3 separate regions of the Gossypium hirsutum genome follow, and all the other regions are linked to region 2. The links are chromatin contacts, called in public Hi-C maps. All regions are on one chromosome and are shown on one strand. The core of a region is the stretch at or near the end of the contact, and the rest is flanking DNA. Distances in the headings are between cores, read along the strand shown. Region 1 holds the start of LOC107886328 (probable methyltransferase At1g27930). Region 2 holds the start of LOC107886462 (REF/SRPP-like protein At1g67360). Region 3 holds the start of LOC107886468 (ELMO domain-containing protein A).

Evidence for each region. Hi-C and Micro-C count contacts between places; a contact is called where the count stands out from the background.
Region 1: a Hi-C map of leaf shows a contact between it and region 2, with 4 times the contacts expected there. The contact joins the promoter of LOC107886328 here to the promoter of LOC107886462 in region 2. A contact is called at or near these places in 6 of 34 Hi-C or Micro-C datasets (callus and leaf).
Region 3: a contact with region 2 is called in a Hi-C map of leaf, with 4 times the contacts expected there. The contact joins the promoter of LOC107886468 here to the promoter of LOC107886462 in region 2. A contact is called at or near these places in 7 of 34 Hi-C or Micro-C datasets (hypocotyl, leaf and petal).

The regions. Positions count from the first base shown.
Region 1 is chrA03:91,702,831-91,707,331 of Gossypium_hirsutum_v2.1, reverse strand. LOC107886328 (probable methyltransferase At1g27930) reads right to left here and starts at 1,881. Exons shown (of 1, transcript XM_016810228.2): 1 at 632-1,881. The coding sequence starts at 1,683. The coding sequence ends at 814.
Region 2 is chrA03:92,092,717-92,097,532 of Gossypium_hirsutum_v2.1, reverse strand. It overlaps LOC107886462 (REF/SRPP-like protein At1g67360), which reads left to right and starts at 1,948. Exons shown (of 3, transcript XM_016810426.2): 1 at 1,948-2,299; 2 at 2,398-2,631; 3 at 2,854-3,393. The coding sequence starts at 2,093. The coding sequence ends at 3,297.
Region 3 is chrA03:92,453,708-92,458,069 of Gossypium_hirsutum_v2.1, reverse strand. It overlaps LOC107886468 (ELMO domain-containing protein A), which reads left to right and starts at 2,638. Exons shown (of 9, transcript XM_016810436.2): 1 at 2,638-3,777.

The DNA of each region.
Region 1 (4,501 bases), core at 632-3,131, 390 kb after region 2:
CTTTTCAACAGATAATTAGATTTGGTAAAGTCTAATGGATTATTTTGGTATGGGATATTTGGAGGAAAATATTAGGGAATTTTTTCCCCAAAACTTTTGGTAAGCATAAAAACACACGAACGGAAAATGCAACACTTTTGAGGTAAGAAATGAGGTATTAGTCTTAGCTTCCATTATTGGGTATTTTGTTTCATCAATTTTTTTAATGTAACTAAATCAAGAAGAAGAAAAAAAAAAGTTAGCTCCCGAGTTTTGCAACAAGAGGTATTACTTCAGTGATCACATAAAGAACAATAAGAAATATGATGAAACAAAGGAAAATTGAACTGAAATGTCCGTAAACAAAGTTATCTCCAAGAAACATCAAGAGATTGAGGAGTTTAAGAAATATATATAATAACTTTTATTACATTTTTAAATGCTCAACACGATGAATGGAAGGAATGACTTTTGCTTATATCAAAATGCAATACAAAATATATTCCAAAGACCACTATGTTACTTTACCAAATTTATCTCATTTACTCATTTAAACAGTACGAGGAGAAAAAACTAAAGTGAAATGACTTGCCTCACCACTTTAGCAATGGCAACCGTAAACCATGTCCACCTGTCTCAATTAAAGCAAAAATAGACTAATCTTGTCTTTTAATTATATTAAACGTATATCTCATCATCACAACTCTGACAATATCGTCCGTCCATATTTTATTTTATCAGGTAGTAGTATAAAGTAAAATTAAAATTTCAAAAAAATAATTTTATTAATAACTAAAAATAAGATTTGTTTTAAAATTTTTAAAAAGGCGCATTTTAGCAATACCCGGCACTGTCATCGCTGCTAGTGTTCGAAGCTGGTGGAATCTCGAAATGCCAAAGTCTCCCCTCGCTGTTCACCAAGTACTTCCGGCACAAAAATTCCTCGGCGAAAACTTTCTCCACTCGCCGATTAACATCGTGCAAGAACACGTGCGTCACACCCGGTCCTTTCCTGTTCCTCGCCATCACAGCCGCCGAGAATATCGCCGCCATCCTCCCTGGTGCCTCCGGGAAGTATCCACGAGGAGCATCGATCATTATCAAATCCCACTCAGTATCGTAAAACTCATCGGGAAACCCCGTTAACGCAAGCCTGCACTTTTCATTTCCGCGTAAGTAAGCTTTCGACGGGTAACAGCTCGGTTCCGATCGATAATGGATGAGTAGATCGTCAGCTTCCTTAAGCTCCGTATGGTACTTTACCGCGCGAGCGTGGAGGATTGGGGCGTCTTTGAGCACAGACTGAACCCATTTGGGATCCTCTTCCAGGAAAATAGTGTTGCCATTGGGATTGAGGGAGGTCCACATGAGGGAGTCGTAGCCAAGCCCAAAGACGAGGAAATTACAAGGAGAGCGTTTCTTGAGTACGTCAAAGGTTACGGAGATCTCCTTGAAGTTCTGCTGCGGGACTATTGATGAAGTGGCATAGTGGATGATAGCTTGGAGTTGGACCGGCGAGGCGGAGTATTCCTCTACGGTTATGGATCTGGTTTTGGCGAGCGAACATAGTATGGAGTAATCGGCGGTTTTTATGAAGCTCGAGATAAGTATCGTCCCGGCAATAAAGCCAGCTATGGTAATAGGCATAAACCATCTTTTATCGGCGAGGAAATGCCGATTCTTTGTAGTCTCTTCTCTTTTCATTTCTTGAGGTTTTTTTTTTTAAAACTGAAACAACCAAAAAAAGAAAAAGAGGTTTAAGGTCCGGCCGATTGGCTTACTCTGGTTATATAGTAGAGGAGCAAAGAGACATAAAAGAGCTAACGCGTTTCGCTTTGGAAAAATAAGGTTTGAAAATAAGGATTTTCTTAAAAAAAAATAAAAAAAAAGCTAAATATAAAATTAGTATCTAAATTTATTTATATTTCTTGAATTTGTATTTATAATTTTTTTTGTCTCAGATTAATACCTAATTTTTTTTTCATTAACTATATTAATACCCAAATCTAGTGTTATTACTTTTTTGCTGAGGTGGCGACACTGACCATTTGTACGATGTCATATGTCGTCCTCTTTGTACCTTTTTTTTCTTCTTTTACTTCTTTTTCTTTTTCTTACATTGGCTATCACACTATCTTCTTCATATTTCTTCTTCATCTCTCATTCCTCTTTTCTTTATCACGATTCCATTCCCCTTTTCTTTCTTTTTTTTTTCATTTCTCCTTATTTCTATCTTCTCTTCTTCTCTCTATTCCTCTTCTTCTAACCCTAGCCATTGTCATCATGAGTCGTCGCCATCCATGGCCTTTTCCGACCAATCCGACCATCAAAATACTTCTCTCATCCTCTTCTTCTCAAAATTTGCCCTGTATTTCCAAGAAAATCTCTTTAAAACCGAAAAAAAGCAATGCTTAATCATGGAGTTTTCTAAATTATATTCTTCGCCTGTTGATGAAAGGCAAAGAAGGTTTCTAGTGAGGTTGAAAGAGAGTTGAAGAGTCAAAGGAAGCAGTAGCAGTGTTGTTGCCAATGCAACAACAAAGAATCTATTTTCTTGGAGCCTAGTAGAAGTTCTTCAAGTTACAGGTTAACAAATTAAATGGAGATATTACCGTTGCTGTTCATTAGATCAATAGGATTTTTAGGGTTTTTAAAATTATTGTATTTTATTTATTTTTTTCTGAGTTCTTGCTTTCTTTTTGGGTTGTAAATTTCTTATTTTCAAATAATTTTAAATTCTTTTAACTTTTTAGGTTCTAACTCTTATTTTGGGTTCTTGCTATCATATTAGGTTGTTAAATTTTTTCTAGTTGAAATGATTTTGGGTTGAAAATGTTAGGTTATTTATCTGTTACTGAGATTGAATTTGAGAATATATTGGGTTCTTTTCTTATTTTTATTTTTTGAATATTCTGAGTTCTTTGTTTGTTATTTGTTCTTTGAATGTGTTGGATTCTTTATTGTTTGTTATTTGTGTAACATCCTGAGACCGGGTCTAGACGTTTTAGCCTTGCAAGTGAGAGTTCGCTAGTGCTTCAGCAAACTAGGGAGTTCGGCAAAAGAGTATCAATAAGGAGTTAGCTAGTGTTTCAGTGTTGCAATATATGCCAAATAGATGCGATAATGGGGTTTGCCAGATTCATTGAAAGTCGAGTTAGCCAATCTGTTTGGTGAGCTAGAGTTTGCCAGTCTATTTGGTGAGCTAGAGTTTCTCTAGTCTGTTTGGCGAGCTGGGTGTTAGCCAAGTAAGTTGCGAACTGAGGGTTTGCCAGTCAAAGTCAGATTCAAATTAGAAAACAAATATATTGCGTATCTAGGAATACTTTTCGTACAAGTAACCTTCTTTTAAACCTACTAGGGTTCCTAAGTCAAGTAGGGTATCCTAAGATTTCTAGAATACTTAGGCCTATAAATACGACCCTTATTCCATGAGAATTCTCTCATCGATATTTTGTTGTCAAGTATCTATTCTGAATCAAGTTCGTAGCAACCAAGGTAAGCCTTTGTTCTATTCGGGTTGATTGTTTAGAAAGCTAGGTTCGCTTGCATGTGTGAATTCTATAAGCTTTGTCTATTTAAGTAATTCGTGTGTTTATGTATATTGCGAACCAGTCGGACCATCTACTAGCAAGGATAAGGGAAAAGCCAAACTTGTCTAGTTTTTCAGTCAAATCGGTGAGTGGTTAAGAATTGCTATGTGTATGCAAACTTTTATTTTTTTTTCTAAAACTCACGGTTTTCAAACTAAGCTCCAAGAACAAAGTTTTTCTGAAAACTCTATTTTTAAATTCTAACACTTTGTTTTGAAGATAATTTTTCAAGTCATGTTTTTAAAATTATGTTTTAAAGATAAGTTTTACGCGTGCTCCTATGTGAGCCTATGTTTCAAGCTATTCTTTTAAGATACGATTTTATAAATTGTGTTTTTACACACTTAGATGTGAGCTCTCTAAACAAGTGTTTTTCAAGCAAGTTCCCTATGCGAGCTCTATGTGATAAGTTTCTGTTTATGCTCCTTTGCGAGCCCTTATGTTGGATATATTGGTATACCAAAGGATTTTCAACACTAGCTTTTAAGTTCTATGATTTTGGGCATTGAGGAACTGGTACATGTGGAGAGATAAGGGAATGTTGAGCTGTGCTCCATTCAACGGGACATGATGGTGTACAGGAAAGTGCATTGCTTCGCGCTACAGTTATGAGACATGTTAAGGACTCTTTGAGTTATTCTGAGGCGTTATAAGGAGATTTGCATATCCAATAGATTCTAACAAGTGTGGATGAGAACATGTTTTATGTTCCTCAGCCATTCTGATAAGATAAGTGTGTAAGCATGTTTCATGTTATTCTAATATCTATTTTAAGTATGATTTTCAGTAGGTATACGTGAAACTGTTTTCAAACTTATATGTTTTTTGACAAGCAGGATCTACGAAATAGGTCTCACACCTTCATTGCGAACCCAACACGCAACACGATTTTCAAACAAAGTCCTCTTTCTATTTTAAACTCTATATTTTAT
Region 2 (4,816 bases), core at 699-3,198:
TTGTTATTCATGTCTGCTTGCTCCAACAATTTCAATTGGTGTTCGGTCATTGCTTTGTTTGAATATGCAGACATTGAGACCACACATTGTTTGTTCAATTTTGTGATAATGTCCTTGATGTTTTTCTTGATGCTGCAAGAAGAGTTAAATCTTATTACGATTATATTAATATTAATTCGGGGTATAATTATAAACTTTACTTTCATGGAAAACAAGTACATGATAGTACCCTTGGTAGGTACTGATGCTGAAATTTATATGATATTAACTTTAGCCATTTGAGGAAGTGAAGAGCAAATTACAAGAGTGGTTATGAAATAGGATCCTGGTTGAAAATTGTTAGCTTCTACCATAAATGGTTGCCTGGTTTACATGTAGGTGTCGTTAGCCAATTGGTAGACAAAGAAATTATGGAGCTTTCTTGATGGACAACCTTCCTCTTGTGAAATCTTTTAGTGGAAAAGTTGGCTTTGAATCTCAACGTGTTGGTTTCTTGCAAAATCAGAGTGTTCCCATATTCACATGATACAATCAAATATGCTAGTGGATGTATTGTTGGTTGCTCTCTTTTAGCTATCCATGGTGGAACAAAGGATGGGAAGAAGTTCCAAGCTGATTGGAATGCCATTAAAGCTGTTAAAAATGCACTTAAAATGCCAGTTTTTGCCTGTCTCTTTGTACTAATCCCGCTGTTAGTTATATGTTTCCATGAGTTATATGTGTTGTGTAAGTGGTTGTAGTGTTTAGTACAAAGTTTGCAATTTTTCAGTCTTGTTCTATTTTATTTTGTCACTCAACATGAGCTACTCAGATGATATAGCAGAGTGTATCTCAATTTTTTTACTTCTGCATGTAATAAAATGCCTCACATTTTGGAAATGTTTTACCTTCTACTTATTAATAATTTTATGATTGTTTGGAAAATGAAATTTGTGTTTGTGTTTGGTCATTGCTCAATAATTTGGAGCATGTTTTAACTAAAATATATACATATGGTTGTTTATGTAAATTAATTTGTATTTAACCATAAATAATTATTATTTAATTCAAAAATAAATAAAATTATGTTAGAAAGAATTTTTTTGAACGAGTATTCTTTGATGTTCAAAGCTTAGATTTTGTAAAAATTTTGTTAAAGCCAAATCATCCGAACATAAAAAAAAAATTTATAAGTTCATTTTTGAGAAATTATATTTTTAAGTAATTTTTCATGTAATAGCACACCCTGATTATTAATATATCGAGGATTAACCACTAATATAATAATAAAAGAATATATTGATATTAAATCTGTAGTTCACATCCCAATCCAAAACACTAAACAACTCCGATTCTTCTCCTATATATATTAATATGTTCAATTTTATATAAAATATAGAAAACACAACCTAATACAACTTATAAAATTATAATATTTTTGTAAAAAAAAATCTAATAATTAAATCTTAACGACTCAACACTTGCTTCCCTCCTATCACAATTTTGAGTTCCAAAAGTAAAATGAGACACAAAAGCGGTTGAATTATTTAAAGTTATTGAGTTATTAAATTTTTTTAAAAAAATTTGATTAGTGAATTTTAAGTGACACTTCAATGATCAATAAAATAGATTAATATTTATTAATAAGTATAATAACATATCTTATATCTAAGTTAATTTGATAATTAATGTCAAAAATTAAAGAACAATATTTTTTGAATGTTAGTTTGAAATTTATAACATTCAACATTATTTTTTAAAAAAAATTAAACTGTAAAAAGAAAGAGTAAGAAAATCTTTCAATTTGTGCAAGTAATACAAACGAAAAAAGTTATACAATAATTATTTTAATCATTCAATAGCTTAAATAAAAACTTTTAAATTATTTTAAAATTTTTAAAATTAAATAATTAAAATATAATTTACAAATAATTTAATAATATTCAGCGCAATTAGATAGAATAAAAATTGGTGTGGGAATGGGTGGACCTCACAACAGACCGCCCAAGAATAAGAAAATGGTTCCCTTAGATATTATTGCATCTCCACCAAGTAAGATCCTTCCACGTGTCCTTCTAGAATCCTCTATTTGCTCCCAGAAAAGTAAAGAAAGATGAAATTGGAAAACCGCCCGCTCTGGCATTGTGATATCCTTAGATCCGATATAAACCGTTGGATCTCATCTAACATCCCATATGAATTCATCTATAAAATAAATAAAATTGCACTTGTTTTACACCGTAGATTACGATCGTTTATTTTCTCTCAAAAAAGTGAAGCAAAGAATACTTGCATCAAACAGATGGCAACCATGGAGAAGGTATTTTGATCTCTTCTTTCTTCTTCTCCTCCTTTCTCCCTTATTTTCAAAATTTAAGCTTAGAGCTTTTTTGTTTGTGATTTGATTTAAAATTTTAGGGGTTAGAGTTTGAGAACAAGAATTTAGGCCTCAAGCACCTAAACTTCGTCAGGGTGGCTACAATCCACGCCTTGGTTTGCGTCTCGAACCTTTACGATTACTCTAAACAGAACTCGGGGCCGTTGAGATCCACCGTTGACGCCGTCGAGCATGCCGTTACCACTGCCGTCGGTCCCGCCTACGGGAAATTTAAGGATGTTCCTGATCATTTTCTTGGATTTCTTGATAACAAGGTATTCGCCCATTAAGAAAAAATCACTGTTTGGAACTTTTGATCAGAAGTTTCTGTTGATTAGTTCTTTCTCGTCTTTAAGTTTAGCAAGTAATTTTAGTATTTTGAAATTCATCGGAAGAGTAAGGATTAAATCTAATATTTTAAAAATGGGGAAAGTTAAGTTTAGCGTGAACCAATTTATTCCTAACTTTATTATCGTATTTGATTAAAATAACCGTAGGTAGATGAGGTTTCACACAAATTTGACGAGCATGCTCCAGCACCAGCCAAGCAAGTGGTTAACCTGGCCCACGATTTGGTCCAAAAGGCAACCCAAAAGGCTCAGAAACTAGTAGAGGAGGCTCGAACCAATGGAGCACGAGGGGCTTTGCACTACGCTGCAGCTGAGTACAAGAACTTGGTGTTGGTAAGCTCGACCAAGTTGTGGGTTAAACTGAACAGCAACTTGACTTTCAACTCAGTGACAGAAAAGGTTGTTCCCAAAGCAGCTAATTTGTGTGAGAAATACAACAGTTGGTTAAAGGAGAAGAGCGGAAAAGGTTATCCTGTGGTTGGGTATTTACCATCGATTCCCGTTGATGCCTTTGGGAAGGCTGTTAAGGAAGCTGAAGGAAAAGAGAAAGCAAATGCGGATGATCATAAATCTGAATCAGATTCAGATTAGGTGTTTGGTTTCTGAGTGTGTTAGTAGAGAGGCAATGTGATGCTTTGCCATTGTAAATTGGCTACATGTTGAATCTAATATGACTTGGTTCGTTTAGATGTCTGATATGTTTGCTCTCTGAATTTGTGGCTGATTTCATGATATGCCCTTTTCAACTTTCAATCTTCCAGCTTGTATTAGATTATGAGTACATACGATTAAAAAGTTATTTATTTTTAATTTAAAATTAAATTAAGCATTTTTTTAAATAATAAAGGTTTACCTATTGGTGAAAAAATAAAGGTTAAAATCTGTTTTTAGTCCTTGCATTTACATAAAATTTGAGTTTTAGCTTTTGTATTTTTAGAAATTAAAAATTCAATTCAATTATCACTGACATTAGGTAATTTTTCGGTTAAAAATTTTGTTAAATCATATTTTGATAATTTCTGATGAAAAAATTAAAAATGTTAATACTTAAATAAAATTATTTTCAAAATAGAAAATATGGTTTTTTAGCTATTTTTTCTATCAATTCAGTTAGTGAATTTAAGATAATTATTTTATACTTTAGGGTTAATGTTCTTTTTAAGTATAATATAAATTAAATAAAAACAAATAGTTAAAAGACATGAATTTAATTAATTTTAAATAATTTACCAGTTAATTGAATTTTTAAGTTCTATTACTAAAAATCTCAACCGTGACAATCAAGTTTGATTTTTGCTTGAGAAATAAGTATATATTAAACTTAATTGTTCAATTTTTTTCTGTCTAATAAAGTTCTAAACTTGGTTTTGTTGGAAGTCAGTTCACTTTGTGCTGCTCCCTAGTCTTCGTGCTATTCCCTTCTGGCCATGGATTTTACCACTTCTTTTAACTAAGTGACACCAAAATATGGATTAACCAATTAAATCAAAATAAAATAAGTTTGATTTTATTTATTTAGAATCCTTTTATTTCCGAATTTCAAACCTAAATCTTTCTTTGATTATTCAATTTTTTTAATCGATTTTGCATTTTTAAAACAAATGAATTGGTATATTTTTAATTAATAAATATTAAATACATATTCATATCTAAATCTAAAATCGTATCAAATCCGTCTGAACCTAAAATTTAAATCCAAATAACAAACCAATCCAAAATTTAATTTGTCTATATGGCTACGAAGTTACTAATGGAAGCAAGGCTACGGGCACATCATCTGCTACTGCTACTGCTACTGCTACATTTCACTATATTTTCCCTTATCTGTCTTGGCGTTTCACTTAATGCTTGTTCCGGTATCAAAAAGAAATATTCATGAAACTTTGTAATTACAATAATAACGATCTTTTTTTTAAGTTTCTACTATTAGAAATACAATACAAGCTCAATTTTATACCTAGGCAACTACAGGTAGAATCAAACTAATACAAGCACAACAGACAAACCGAATAAAACCCATCTATGACATAGATGCACATGTTGGGACTAAAGACCCAAATGTTACAATTTTGCATATGCTAACACTCATATTTAGATACTCAAAAGCCCA
Region 3 (4,362 bases), core at 1,389-3,888, 360 kb before region 2:
TGAGGTACTTTCTTAGAATTGAGGTGTTGAGGTCTAAGGAAGGAATTGTGTTGAGCCAAAAGAAGTATGCGCATGAATTAATTGAAGACACTGGCTTAAAAGATGCTAAAATAGCTTCAACACCATTGGAACAAAATCTGAAGTTGACAACTGTGGATTATGATAAAGACATACAAAGTGAGGATGCACTGCTAGAAAACAAAACAAGTTATCAGAGGCTGATTGGAAGATTAATCTACTTGACTCATACTAGACCTGACATAGTGTTTGCTGTGCACTATCTTAGTCAGTTTATGTAGCAGCCAAAACGGTCTCACATGGAGGTAGCAATGAGGGTTGTGAGGTATATCAAGAAAGATCCAGGCCAAGGTTTGTTGTTCAAGGCTGATAATGAAGGAAAATTAGCTGCGTTTTGTGACTCTGATTGGGCAACTTGCCCAATGATGAGAAGATCTGTCACTGGTTATTGCATCATACTGGGGAGTTTCTTGATTTCGTGGAAGTCTAAGAAACAAAGTACAGTGGCTAGGTCTTCAGCTGAAGCCGAGTATAGGAGTATGGCTGCTGTGACAGCAGATATAGTGTGGTTAATAGGACTGTTACAAGAGATAGTAGTGCAGAATTTGAAGCCAGTTGAATTGTGTTGTGATAGTAAAGCAGCAATATAGATTGCAGCAAATCCTGTTTATCATGAGCGTACAAAACATATCGAAATAGATTGTCACTTTATACGAGAAAAAATACAGGATGGGCTTATTCAGACAGAGCATGTATTAGTTACAAATTAGCTTGCAGATATCATGACTAAGGCCTTAGGGTCTCAACAGCACAACAATTTAATGTACAAGTTGGGGATTAAGGATGTTTTTCAACCTCCAACTTGAGGGGGAGTGTTAGAGTTTGTTGTAATTGTTAGCTGGTAGTTAGGGATTAGTTATCAAGGCAGTTAGTTGTAAATACTTGTATATATATATATGGATGTACATGATTAATAAAAATTAAGCGTTATTCCACATTTTACTAACAAAATACCCAAAGCAATCCTTGCATTCAAGGCAGGAACTAAAATTTCTTTATGATAACTAAAAAGGAAGAAATATCAAAATTACATTTAAACTTTTATGTATTTTGTAATATTATTATATATTAACTTTTAATTTGGTGCATTTGTATATATTAAATTTTAATTTTAATTTCACATTTTGTTAAATTTATTATTTATATGGCACAATTTTTTGTTAAATTATGTGTAAATTATTGGCATAATACATGTGTAAATTATTGGCATAACATTTTATTAAGCTAAAATTTTTTTAATTTATTTTCACTTAAATTAAAAAATAAACACACTTGAGAAAAGGGTTTCTTATTTGTGTAAAAAAATATATTTTAAAATCTAAGTAAAAATAATTTAAATCTGGTTGTTTGTTTTTTAACCTAATAAAATGTTATGTCAACAATTTATATATGACTTAACGGAAAATTGTGCTGCATAGATAACATTTTTAGTGAAATGTGAAAATTGAAACAAAATTAAAGTTTGATGAATACAAATACACCAAATTAAAAATTATGTATAACATTGTAAATTGTGTCAAAGTTTTTTTTATATTTTTGGTATTTATCCATAACTAAAAACTATTATGTTATAAAAGAAATTAGACCAACATAATATAGAGTAAAAATTTTACCACACGCATATGCATGTAGAAACTATATACTTAGAGCACATATATTAGTTTAAAAATAGCATAAAATAAATAATAAAATGTATCGTTTGAAACTAATTAATAATACATAAAATATATACAATATTAAAATAAAAATAGATTAAATTGAATAAAATAAAATTTAAACACGTATATGTCATATTAAGAATACCAAATGTACTACAATTGGTTTATTATGATGTTGTCATCAATCTTGAGTTGATATCAACTTATGATACCAACTCAATCAATAATATTATCAATACTAAAAATTCTATTACAAGCATATGCGTGTGAGAATTTATATATTTAAAACATAAATGTAAATCAAGTATACATAATACAATTAAAATGTAATTATTATATTAAAATAAAGCTTTGGTTTAGTGGTAAAGTTAATATTTCATTTATGTAAATAGCATGAGTTTAAATAGAACCACATTAAAATTTCTAATTGTTTTTAAAGTAAAAGACTAAAATACCCTCGAATAATATAATTAATCTTTATTTACATAAGGCCAATTATAGTATAGATATACAATTCATAGAGGTAATAAGATATGCATAATACAATTAAAATGTAAATATTATATTAAAATCAAATTTTGATTTAGTGATAAAGTTAATATTTTATTAATGTAAATAACATGAATTCAAATTCTTTTTATGATTTTTTTAAATTAAAAAAATAAACTAATCTCGAATAATTTAACTTATTTTTTAATTACGAAAAAGAAACTTTGTGATTTTACTAATCCATTTATACCAACTCAGTTATGGGTTAATTATAGTATAGAAAATTGAAAAAATAATCATGAAATGTGCTAAAATTCATTTCCTTTTACCGAGCAGAAATTGCGTCCCATGTATTTAATAAAAGCAGCAATTCAAGCAGTTAATGCGTATAATATGTTGAAATTCGTTAAGTTTCACTTTTGTTTCTCATTTTATTTGAAAGAAATTAATAATTAGTTAAACAACACAATCATCATCTAAATATTTAACTAAAATGATGGATACCTAAAACTAAAAAATGACCCACTTTCTTTAATTGATTACTGAATTAACATTAACTAATTCGAACTTTTACGAGTTAAATGCGAAGAAGCAGGTAAATCCCGACATTGCCATTGTACTGTAGCAGTAGCCAAGTGAGGCGAGGCGTAGGGCACAGCGTGGGTGACATCCATGATTCGTGTTGGTGTATTGCCCTGCAGCCTCTAAAAGGCTCAAAAGAAAAACAACACCACCAAAGCCAAACCTTCCTTTCATTTGATTTGCCTTTTGCTCAATATCAGCCATATAAAGCCACGTGGCAGTTATATCAAATCGTAAATTCAGAGCACCCATCAATAAAAGACATCACACTGCAAGTTAATTGAGCTTCCAAATACATGAAGCTGCAATAACTTTCATGATTCGTCCCACTTCACATACTCACGCGTTACGTCTACTCCCTTCCACCTTCAGTACTCCAATGATTAGATGTGTGATACTCAATCTCTGAAAGGAGAGTGGGACTTGAGTTTTTTTAATGTTGAAAAAGCTTCGCCGACTTATATCAGAGCATGGTCGGGAGTGTTTTGTAGGAGGACCTGCCATGTGGATTCAAATATGCCGCTTTTGACTTCTTGCCTTCATCAAGCGATGCATACAACAACTCCATAGATAAGAGTTAAAACCTTAAAAAAGAGATATCTCTTTTATCTTTCTAAAACTCTACTTTACCCTTATCTTTAATATCTTTATTATTAATTAATATTATATATTGTTCATTTTTCTCAACAACTAATGATGAAAAAATCAGGGTAGTTTTGACTTTTTCTTATTTATCCCACTACCTCACTCACTCGCATAAGAATCCTGAGGCCAACAGCAACAGCAGCACCTTTCTCTTTCTCTCTCGTTGTTTTCTGTATAATAATAAGATTGAGAAGCCGATTAAAAGACGTTTTGTGAGATTAGAGAATGAGTAGTGTAGTTAGGAATCAAGGAAGCTGCGTTGCGATCCGCTCTCTCTCTCCTTCCTCTTCCATTAACCGTTGCTCTCACGCCTCTGCTTCTTCAGGTATATCTCCCTCGATCTCTGTAATTCCATGCTCTTTTCTTTTTTGTAAATTCAAATTATATATGTTTTTGCACCGATTTTTACTTCCTTATTGTTCGCACCAGTTGTGTAGATTATATAGTTGTCGATTTTCTTTAACTCTGTATAATCCGTTTCTTTCTTTCTTCTTTTACAATAGAAAAATAATAAAGAAAAAACGATGTTTATGAATTGTTTTTCAGTGGGGGAGATGAGATGAGCGCTACAATATTAACGAATCTGTTGTTTCTAATAGCGGACGATTCATTTCCTCCACTCAGAAGTTGGAAATGTTCAAACTCATTTTAATTTCAAAGTCCAGATTTAAAAAAAAAAAAAACAAACTACTGATTGATCTCCATTTGCCGTGCGAGAAATGGGATCGATTTCAGGGGAATCATGCCGGATTTGTCGCAATTTAGGGTTTCTGTAGCGGTCCAGCCCAATCATCATCCGTCAGTGGCCCATGATTAGTCTAGGTTCGTCCTTATCAAACACACAATAATGATGTTACCCGCACATGAACATAGCCCCCACCCCTAAACCTAAATATTAGACCACGCAAAT